Regions from separate parts of the Mus musculus genome. Here region 2 is linked to region 1. A link is a contact called in public HiChIP or PLAC-seq data. All regions are on one chromosome and are shown on one strand. The core of a region is the stretch at or near the end of the contact, and the rest is flanking DNA. Distances in the headings are between cores, read along the strand shown.

What was found. HiChIP or PLAC-seq counts read pairs in DNA pulled down with a chosen protein or histone mark.
Region 2: an HNF4G HiChIP or PLAC-seq map of pancreatic cancer cells shows a contact between it and region 1. The contact joins the promoter of Fam221a here to the enhancer-like site in region 1. A contact is called at or near these places in 5 of 39 promoter capture datasets (the 3T3-L1 cell line, embryonic stem cells, liver and 2 more), 1 of 484 Hi-C or Micro-C datasets (uterus), 6 of 115 datasets of contacts at active chromatin or transcription factors (embryonic stem cells, pancreatic cancer cells and stem cell-derived neural progenitor cells) and 3 of 9 other capture datasets (adipose tissue, liver and pancreatic islet).

The regions. Positions count from the first base shown.
Region 1 is chr6:49,095,210-49,100,642 of GRCm38.p6, reverse strand. All of the region lies in intron 10 of Igf2bp3 (insulin-like growth factor 2 mRNA binding protein 3), which reads left to right. It also overlaps a transcript of Malsu1 not described here. Among named protein-coding and RNA genes, the nearest start is that of Malsu1, 24 kb to the right of the region's middle. Within about 2 kb of position 3,327, at least 177 of the 459 cell types and tissues checked have an H3K27ac peak or open chromatin away from gene starts, as enhancers often do. A contact at or near this core is called in adipose tissue, pancreatic cancer cells, pancreatic islet and 2 more, where this site is marked.
Region 2 is chr6:49,365,153-49,370,585 of GRCm38.p6, reverse strand. Fam221a (family with sequence similarity 221, member A) reads right to left here and starts at 2,847. Exons shown (of 7, transcript NM_172727.3): 1 at 2,613-2,847. The coding sequence starts at 2,677.

The DNA.
Region 1 (5,433 bases), core at 2,078-4,577:
GGTCAAAGGTAGACGGCCCAAAGCCAGTGCTGAGCCTCCTCCTCCCAGGACTGTTTAACACCATTCTCCAGCCCAAAGTAGTTACTCAGGCTCTAGCTAGTGGTTTTCAGTCCAGCCAGCAAAGAAACAAAAAATGTCAACGCTTGTAAGGGCAGTATCTGAAGCCTGTGTTGATATTTAACCCTTGAGAGGCACCCAGCTTTGTCTAGCTGCAAGGAAGCTGGGAAGCAATTGTTCTAGAGGTAGCAGTGTTTCTATTAAACATGGGTAGGAAAATAGATGTTGGAGCAGCCATTCCTGTCAGTCTAGGTGGAGTGAGCCTTTTCACCTCTTAAAGGAAACTCCGGAGCCTGTGAGTTCTTTCAGAGAGAAAGCGAGACTCAGAGTTATATGGGAGGACATTTCCTGTCATAGTCCCCACACCTATGGGCTATTTTTATTGACGTGCAGAGTATAAACAGGTGTTCTGAGAATCATCTTGTGTTTGTGGATACCACCTGAAATAAATTCTGCTTTCACATGGATGTCTATGATTCTCAGCTTTATTTCTAAATTTAAATCACTGATATGATAGTCCCCCAGTTTGAATTAACCCATAGTTGACCATTGCTAATATTCATTGAGGAGACATAGTACACTCCCTTGTACAGCTTTTTTTCTGTTTTGTTATTGTTCTAGTGCATTTCTCTCTGGTGTATCTCAGAAGTAGCTATAGAGAAACCACAGTGTGTATAGGGTTTTGAAGCCTCAGTGGCCTTCAGCATCCACTAGAGGACTTGAAGGCAGGAAGTAGTATATATGTAACTGTACTTAGCTATTTGTACTTGGTAAGTGGGACTACTTTGGGAAATACATTTTTTAAATTATTTTATATGCATATAAAATAATTGGCTTGCATATGTCTGTGTAACATATGTATGAGAAGGCCAGAGGAGGGTTTTGGATCCCCTGGAGCAGTTGTTTCAAAAGATTGTAAGACAACATGTAAATTCTGGGAATTGAACTCAGGCTGTCTAGAGAAGCAGCAAGTGCTCTCGCAACTGCTAGCCATCTCTCCAACCCTGAAACTAGAATTTTTAAGGACAACTGTTAAATTTACCAAAGCCTTACCAGTTTTGTTTTGTTTTGTTCTTTTTTCAGACAAGGTCTCATATAATCCAGGTTGGCCTTGAACTCACTGTGTAGCCAAGAATGATCCTGAATTTCTGGTCTCAAGCTTCTTTCTCTGAAGTGTTAGGATCACAAGTATGCACTACACTGTTTAGTTTTCTGTTGGGTGGGGATTGGACTCAGGGCTATGCACATGCTAAGCAGGCTTCTGCTAACTGAGCTACATCCCCACCCCTCAGCATTCCCTTGTCTGTTCCTTTTGTTATTACCTCACTGAAGAATGGAGTGTTGTGGGTCCTGGGATGAGCTAAGGGTTCCCGGCATTTACTCTGAGAGTGGTGAAGGTGACCCTCTGCCACACTGAGGTGACCATATTGTGATAAGAAGCTTGCTTTCTTCCTGTTCTTTCCTGTTCTGGGCTAGGGAGATAGCTCAGTGGTAGAGCTCTTTACTGTGCAAAGCTCTGGATCTGATTGATGTTCAGTTCCAAAAGAAAGACCTTGCTATTGGCATTTATCTCAGAGAATTCAAAATACTTATTAAAAACCATCTTCATCTTTGATGTTGTGTGGGTTAAGAGTGAATCTCTGCTTTTATTATAAATGCATATTGCTTGTTAAGAGGAGTTTGTGTGTGTGTGCACATATGTGTGAGTGTGCATGTATTTGTAGGGTGCACTGCATCAATGTGCACGTGGAGATCAGGGATCGGTTTTGTGCATCATCCTCTTGATCTCTGCCCTATTTTTTTCTATTGTATGTTTCTGTGTGTTCATGAGTCTATATGGTATGTGTTTGTGTTTCTTTATATGGTGTATGTGTACATGTAGGCATGCACATGTGTATGGATGTACATGCACTACAGCTCAGGTGTGGAAGTCAGAGTTGGGGGTGCAGTCTTAGACTTCATTCTTGTCCGAGGCAGCTGCCTGCCTCGCCTCGGATCCTCATGCTTATGTGACAAGTACTTTGGGCCACTGAGCCATCTCTGTAGCCCTCCACCTTATTTTTTGGAGTAAATTGGAATAAAGTTTTTTTCACTGAATCTGGTCTCATTGGTCTGGCTCAGCTGTCAGCCAGTAAGCTCCAGGGAGTCCCCTGTGTAGATGATGCTCAGATGTATAGGTGCATGCTGCTGTGCCTGGTTTCTCATAAGTGCTGGCTTCCAAACTCAGGCTTTCATTTATTGACTAACACATCTCCCTAGCCCTGAGAAGTAGATTTTGATGTGTAAACCACCCCCCACCCCCACCCCCACGACTTTTTATGGACTTTTAGAATTGTCTGTCTTCTTTATGTAGATTTATTTACTTCTGCTGTGTGAGAGGAATGGGCTGTCTGTGGATAAACTTCTTGCCCCTGTTCCATTCCAGATCTCTACTCACTCATCCTTCCAAAGTATTCTCTCTCCCAGAACCTGTGAGGTTGATTTCTCCAACCAGCCAAAGTGATGTATCTTTCAAAAGATTTCAGAGAGTCTCTAGTTCTTGCCTGGAACCTAGTTCACTCAGTACTTAATTGGCAAGACCCTCGTTTATAAATGACAGGAAATGCTCCTTTCAGAAATGCCCAAACAGTAGGGAAGTGAGAGTTGCCAGCCAGAGTACTAGCCAAGAGCTGGAGCTGGCAACGTGCATGCTCGGTGTCTTCGCTGGCCATGTTGGCAGCTTGCAGTTGGGTTGGCAGGAATCAACCTGTGGGCTCTTGTCTTCATAAACCTGGTAGCTTCTTTACACTCTTCTCTGAAGGCTCCAAGATAGTAGTTTGGCCTTGAGGTGGAAAGTACAGGGGCAAGAAAGATGAGTGAGCATTCTTTGTAGGTCACCAGAGGCACTCTAAGAACCAGACCAAGTTCCTGTCTCCTTCTAAAGCCAGGTAGGATCTCGTAGTCCTTAAGATTTTTCACTGTGGGTGCAGTAAACATTTCTAGGCAAGTAAACCACTGCATCATACTTGGTTATGGGGGAAAACTTCCTTTTTCTTTCTTTCTTAAGCTTTAGTATTCTGTTGAGGTCATAGAGTTGAGTAAACTTCATTTTAGTTCCAGACCCAAATCTAGTTAAAAACAACTCCTCCCTCCCCCAAGTACCTATCTTAGAGGCCAAAGGAAAACAATGGCACCCTGCCAGGTTCCTGGTGGCTGATCTCTTGGCTGCCAGGCACGTCTCCATGCCTTTGTGATGCCCGAGTTTGTGTTGCCTGCAGAGTAAATACACTTAACCTCACTGTTTGCTGCTGCGTGTATCTTCTCGATAGCGGGTGATTAGGAATTATTCACTGGCAGACTTCACCAGTTACGCAAATGCTCAGCCTCACAGCTCTGCTCTCGTTATTTCAAGACACAGAGCAGCGCTTGCCAAGAGTCCGAAGGAAGCTTTGCCACAGGCATCTGGCAGCAATCCACTGGGAAGTAGCTTGCGTCCCGTGGCTGTCTTTCATCCTCAAAGAGTCTATGCAGGAATGGGTTTCCTGTGTGTCCAGGGCAGTGAACCCAAGGAGTGAGTGTGTCAGAGAGTGTGTGTAGGAACAGGTCTCCTGTGTATTCAGGGCGGAGAACTTGTACCCAAGGAGTGAGTGTGTCAGCAAGTGTGTGTAGGAACGGGTCTCATGTGTGTTCAGGGCGGAGAACTTGTACCCAAGGAGTGAGTGTGTCAAAAGGACGATGTTGAGGGGCTTTTCTTCTGTCTGCTTAGGTCTGTCCATCAAGACGAAATGGTGTGCTTATCTGGGGTAGATCCTGAAAACAGCTTCTCAATGCTGGATTCCGTGTGAGAACACACTGTACAGACAGTCAAGTGGATAGATGTTTCCACGAGCTGCCTGTGCCTCAGAGGAAAATTCCCTTGTGAAATAATTTATGGCCAGTGAGATGGCTGGGGGAACAGAACTGAAGCCAGGGGAGATGGGTGATATTCAGAAACGCCCTCTTCCAGCTTCAGATGGCCGATGAGTCACTGAAGACATGTTGCCAATAGCGCACATGACTTACTGTTTGTCTGGGGCACCATCTCCTGTATGAAAAGCACAGTTACTTCAGATTTGGATTGCTCTATTGGGCAGGCCCTCGTGCCTTCAGAGCAGCAGCTTCTGTCACGCTCAGGCCAGCAGAGACTCCTCACATTGCACTTTGTTGCTGTTGTGATATTGTACTCTGGTCATTTCAGCTGTTCCTTTCCCAGAGCTAATTCAAGAGACAGTTCTGAAATTCTCACCAAGTCATTCATGTTTAAAATTCAGCCACACCATACCCTGCTTCTTTCTTCTTTGAGACAGGGTTTCTCTATGAAGCCCTGGCTCTGCTGGAACTAGCTCTGTATACTAGGTTGTCCTTGAATTCAGAGATCCAATGCCCCATCTTTAAATTTCTTACTGTAAATAGCTCCTTCCATCTCTAGAGATGTGAACCTATAACATCTTCTTTAAAGCACAAATTTGTTTTATTGCTTATTGGTGATTTACCTTTTTCCCACCATTGTATTTTTATTTCAGAATTGTTGGTGGTGTCTATGTGTATGGGTGGTTTGCTTGCATGTATGTCTGTGCAGCACATATGCACAGTGCTTACAGAGGTCAAAAGAAGAGGGTGGATCTCTTGGAACTGGTGTGGGTGCTAGGAGTTGAATCTGAGTTCTCTGGAAGGGCAGCCAGTGCTCTTTAACAGCTGAGATATGACTCCAGCCCCCACTATATATGTTTTTCAAAAACAAACTTCTTACATGTAGCAGGTTCCAGAACAATAATTTATCCTAACTATAGGTGACAAAAATGTTTAAATAGGAATAGAAATAGGTCCAATTATCTCAGCCACAAGGAGCAGGTTCCTTAAGCCTGAGCTTCCTTCTCCATCTCAGTTGCTTGCACTCTTTTCTGACATCTTCATGGCCCAACATGACACCTGTGCCCCCCCCCCCACCCCCGACTCTTTGGTGTCTGTCTTAGGGTTTTATTGCTGCGAAGAGACATCATGACCTCTTGTAAAGGACATTTAATTGGGGCTGTCTTACAGTTTCAGAGGTTTAGTCCATTATAATGGTGGAAAGCATGGCAGCATGCAGGCAGGCATGGTGTTGGACAGGTAGCTGAGAGCTCTACATCGGGATTGGCAGGCATCAAGAAAAGAGAGCCACTGGGCCTGGCTTGGGCTTGAGCTTCTGAAACCCCACAGCCCATCTCCTAGTGACACACTTCCTCCAACAAGGCCACACCTCCCAGTAGTGCCCACCCCTTATGGGGGCCATTTTCATTCCACCCCCACCGGTGCTAACGTTAAGCCTTCCTGGAGCAGGCTTCCTGTTGTCAGAAGGCGACTAGAGAAGAAGCTGGG
Region 2 (5,433 bases), core at 1,598-4,097, 270 kb before region 1:
GGGTGGGTAGGGGGGGAGGGTATGGGGGACTTTTGGGATAGCATTGGAAATATAAATGAGGAAAATACCTAATAAAAATATTAAAAATTAATTAATTAGTTAATTAATTTAAAAAAAGAAAATTCAGAGGAACTACAAAAAGAAAAAAGAAAACAGAAGCCCAATTCATAAGCTATACAATCAGCAAAATTTTCTCCCTTGTTGTTTTAAATAAACTTTTAAAACCCTAGAAATACAATAAAAGCCACCTACAAAGATTACTCAGCCCCAAAGTCTATACATCTCAGAGGACTTCTACAAAGTTAGAATTCTGAAGCTGTGGAGCTTCCCACTGGACTCTGCACTTAAACAATTTAATAAATGTTTACACACTCATCCTCCAAGAAAACGAAAGAATGCAGACAGAGCTTTCTCTCCTCTTTCCTACCTGTGCCTGTAGCCTGCATTCAGTCCTTCCTCTCCCCTAATGCCTGCCCTTTCTTGTTCTCACCTCTGCTTAAGTACTCTAGACACACAATAGTGTTTTTATGACTTATTCTGAGATAAAGTTTTATTATAGCCGTCAAAGAACAGCAGCAGATACAGAAAGAGTGTAGGATAAATGCAAATCTTTTAAGTAAGAAAGTGTTGGTATCTAAATTCCAAACCAAAACAGCTCAAACTTTATTGTACGTCCACTGTGTCCAGGGCATTTGTTCACCTGCTGGACTGAGTTACTGAGCCTGGGTAAGTCTAACACCCTGATCTTCTAGTAAGCCCCCAGGTGCCCCATCTTTTGACACTGTGAGGAAAAAGACTAAACTCTCTCCCAGATGCCTCCCACCAAAGGCAAGTCAAAAATTAAAGAAAAATGGCAACGTGTTTTGTTTGGCCTTTCTTTTTGCAGAACCCAGGGCCTTGCACTTGCCAGGCGATGCTCTACCACTGAGCTACAGCCTCGCCTTTAGTTTTTCAGCAGGTTCTCACCAGGTGGTTTGGACTGATCTTGAACTCACTACCCTCCTAGACATCTCCTCAGGGCTGAGATTACAGGCCTGGCCCCTGACAATAGGAAAGTTGGTTTCTGATAGGGATCATTTTGGAATGCCTTCCCCAAATAACCCTTTGATATCTGGAAGGCCGAGTCTTCATGTTTCTCAGATCTTATTGATGCAATAATCTCTCCTAAAGGGAAATGTTCCATAATATTTACGATTGCAAAAAATAATTTTCCATGAGCCTGTCCCTACCATTTTCTGGACAAGAGACAAGTGAAAAGCCAGAAAGCAAAACTAAAGAAGCCAGCCGTGCTCTGTAAGAGGGTGAGCATGCGGTGAACCTACCATGAAGACTGGGTGCTACTGCCTAGTTTTATGTCAACTTGACCCAAGCTAGAGTCATACAGAAATAGAAAATCTCAAATGAGGGCTGGAGAGTTGGTTCAGTCATTAAGAGCACTGACTGGTCTTCTAGAGGTCCTGAGTTCAATTCCCAGCAACCACATGGTGGCTCACAACCATCTGTAATGGGATCTGATGCCCTCTGCTGGTGTGTCTGAAGACAGGTACAGTGTACTCATATACAAAAAATAAATAATTCCTTTTTAAAAAGAATTTTTAAAAAAATAAGAAAATTTCAACTGAGAAAAAATGACACACATACACACTAGACTGGCCTGTGGGCAAGCCTGTGGCAGGACCTCTGATTGATGTAGGAGGGCCCAGCTCACTATTACTATGCTATTAGCAAACAGGCCGAGCAAGCCATGAACAGCAAAGCAATGAGCAGCACCCTCCAGGGGCACTGCATTAGCCCCTGGCCTGGCCTCCCTGGATCATGGCCTACAAGCTATACACTGAAATAAACCCTTTCCTCCTAAGTTGCTTTTGATCAGTGTTTCAATAGAGCAATAGAAACCTAACTAAGACAGACTGATCAAGCTGTTCCATCTCACATTTCCTGTTCAGAATCTTCAGAAAGTTCTAAGCATTACCCAAAACTACACTATTGGGGCAATATGCTGGGAAACCCAACTGCCTGGACACCCCACGAATGACTTGGGGGAAGCTCTATACATCTGGCTTTTCCTTTGTGCACACACATTCTCCAAGTCGTCTGTAACCTCTATTCTCCCAGTTTCCCAGCTGTCAAGAAGAAACCCCTCCTAGGCTATGGGAATTGGGGGCAGATGTGTGTGGAGCCAAAGGAGCAAGCAGCTGTGTTCCCTGCTTCCAGAGAGGAGTCTCGGAAGCTAAGTCCAAAAACCATCTCCCTTGGTTTGGGAGAGCACTGAATTGATGTATAAACTGACATCTACTAACTTTTATAGACCCAATATGTAAATCAATTGTCACTAAGAGAAACAAAAAGGGATCCATTTTAAAAGTAGTTAATCATCCCTTTTGGCAAAGGAGACTCTCAAGTGGTCTCCGAAGAGATTCATTATAGAATAGAATTGTGTGTCTGCAAATTTAATTACAGAGGATGAAATGTGAAATTAATCCAGGCCTCCCGAACAGACTCCCAGAGCGCTAGTACGTTCGTCCGCTGGGTCCGGGTTCGTCCCACCGTGCTCGGACGGACAAGAGTCCGTGAACAGGAGCCCGCCCCGCGGAGCAGAGTTAAGGCCTCACCTCCGGTACTCCAAGTACTCGTCCACTGCCTCCGCACCACCAGGAGGCAACGTCAGCCGCTCCATGGCCGCGGGAAGCGAAAGGAGCCCTTGCCTCGAGCTCTTGAGTCCGCCCTGCAGCTGCCAGGCAGGATCCACCAGACCTGCGCGAGTAACAAACAGCCTTGCCGCCAGAAACTGCCCGGTCCCGCCCCCTTAGCCCCGCCCCGTCCTGGGCCCCGCCCCTCTGTTTCACCCGCTTAGTCCCGCCCTTGTCCCCCTCAGCTCCCGTCCTCTCCCCGCAGCTCCTCCCCAATCAATCTTCCCCCTCCTCTGGGCTCCGCCCCACTTAGCTCCGCCCTCATCCTTACCTCTCCCCAGCTCCCGCTCTACCCTAGCATCCGGCCTGTCCTAGCGCCCCTCTTCTTCCTTGTGCCACGCCCCTTGGCCAAGCCCCGCTTTGCCCCGCCCCTCTTGCTGCTCCAGGCCAAACGTCTCCACCAACCCTCGTGATTGCTTCCGTGGCCCACAGTCTACCTGGCGATCCTCTAAGGGTCCTTGAGCTTAATTTAGCTTGAGCTTCGCCACCCTACCGCTACCTGAGCCCTACAAATTGGCTTCTCCTGCATAGCCCAAGGCTGCAAAACAGATGCTGTTTGCCCACTTCAAACTTCGTGCTCTTCACTGCTTCATTCCCAGAGTCTCCTTAAGAATAAGTGCAGTGCCAGGATACAATGGGTTCTCAAAACAGGGTTTATATACCTCTTCCCATTTAATCAATCTCTCGAAATGTACGTAGTCTTGGAGAATTGGCCACTTGGAGCGGTAGCTAAGAGTGCTTGCTGTGCGATCATAAGTACCAGAGTTCAGATCCCAGCACCCACATAAAGAACCAGGCATCTCAGACTCTTAATACCCCAGTTTCAAGGTAGGTGGAGACAGAAAAATCAATGAGGTTTGCTGGCTTTCAGCCTAGACAAGAAAATCCCAACCCTGGGTTCAGGGAGAGACTACATGAAAGGATTAAATGGAGCATGATAGAGGAAGACACCCAACCCTTTCCTCTTGCCCACTGGCCTCAGAGCTTGTTTACACTGCTGCACGCACCCATTCACAATCACACACTTCGAATCAGTACATCTCTGAAGTGTGGGGGAGGGGTGTCAACGTCCATGTTTTCAGTATTACGGTTGAGGCTGAGAACTGAGCATAGAAGCTTAGTTGGACAGCATGAGTTTAGCATACTGAGACCCTGGGTTCAAGTCTCGATGCCACTGGAAAATAATAAAATATAAAACCAGCAATCCTGAGTACCAGTGCAAGTGACAAGGAAAAAAAAATGTTCTCCAAAGAAAATAACAGGTTAAGGAAGAACAAGCAGAAACAATTCAGCCAAGTTCTTGCCTTCCGGGTAGGAGCACAAAGCCTTTGAGCTGCTAGGTAAGCTCTGTACTGCCAAACTATACACCTGACTCCAAGATAAGTCTGTTTCAACATTTAAAAAGAATCTCCACGCATTTTATATAAAAATGGAATTATCATCCGTTAGTAATTTAGCTATAAGTTGTTCTGGCAAGCTGAAAAGGAGTAAGAAATTAACCGTTACTCAGGAGAAAAGAATTCTCAAACATTGTAGCTCTCTATGGACCAAATTTCTCATCCTTTAATCTTCTTGTTTAACAGATAATTGGATTTTTAGAGATTCAAGGTTCACAGCAACTCGAATGCAGCAGGTCAGCTGTGGCTGTTTTCCAACAGTGTGTTTCTACTTCAGGGCTCTGCCAACTGAGCCGTATCCCTGGCCTGGTCAGGGTGGGATGGTTTTGAGAGGTCTCACCCGCTATATGATCCTGGCTAATTTAGAACTCACCATGCGGTCAAGTCTGTTTTCACACTTGGGCTTCTCCTGCCTCTGCTTCCAAATGCCTGGATAAGTAAGGGATGTTCTTAGTGTTAAACTTCTTAAAGTTCTTATTGTTATTAGCCCGTCATTCAAAATCCTTTTTAAAAGTGTTTTAATTAGCATACAAAGTGTTGAATTTCCATAAGTCTTTCCATATGTGAGTAGTTTCTGCTAACTCACCCCTGCCCCTGCCCTCACCCCTTAGCTCCCAGTATTGCCCTCTTCTGTCAAATTGCATGTGCTCTACTCTTCCCTCCCCACACTGAGGCCTCTTTCCCTCCCCTCTTGTGGGACCTTTCTGGCTTACTGACCTCTATAGACACTCCATTTTAGGTACATAAGTACAAAGTTTGAAACTCAGATCCACGTTGAGAAAAAAGATGTGGCATTTGTCTTTCGGGGCCTGGGTTCCCTCACTTCGTACAATATTTTGCTGTTCATATTACCTGAAAGTTTTGTTTTTCTTTCCAGCTGAATAAAACCCCATTATGTATGCACACCACATTTCCATTATCCATGCAACAGTTGGTGTATTTTGACCCTAGTTCCTAGTTACTTTGAATAAAAACACAGTAAATAAATATGGTAAAAGTTTTGTTTTTCTTTCCAGCTGAATAAAATCCCATTGTGTATGCACACCACATTTCCATTATCCATGCAACAGTTGGTGTATTTTGACCCTAGTTCCTAGTTACTTTGAATAAAAACACAGTAAATAAATATGGGTGTGCACGTGTATCTATGGTAAGATATGGAATTCTTAGGATATATGGCCAGAAATGGTATAGCTGGGGCATATAGTAGTTCTAGTTTCAGCTTTTTGAGAAACTTCCACACTACCATTTGTCATATTGCACCAGGCTACACTCTCACCAACAGTGGAGAAAGGTTCCTCTCTCCCCATGTCCTTGCCAGTCCTTATGTTTGGTTTTCTTGATGA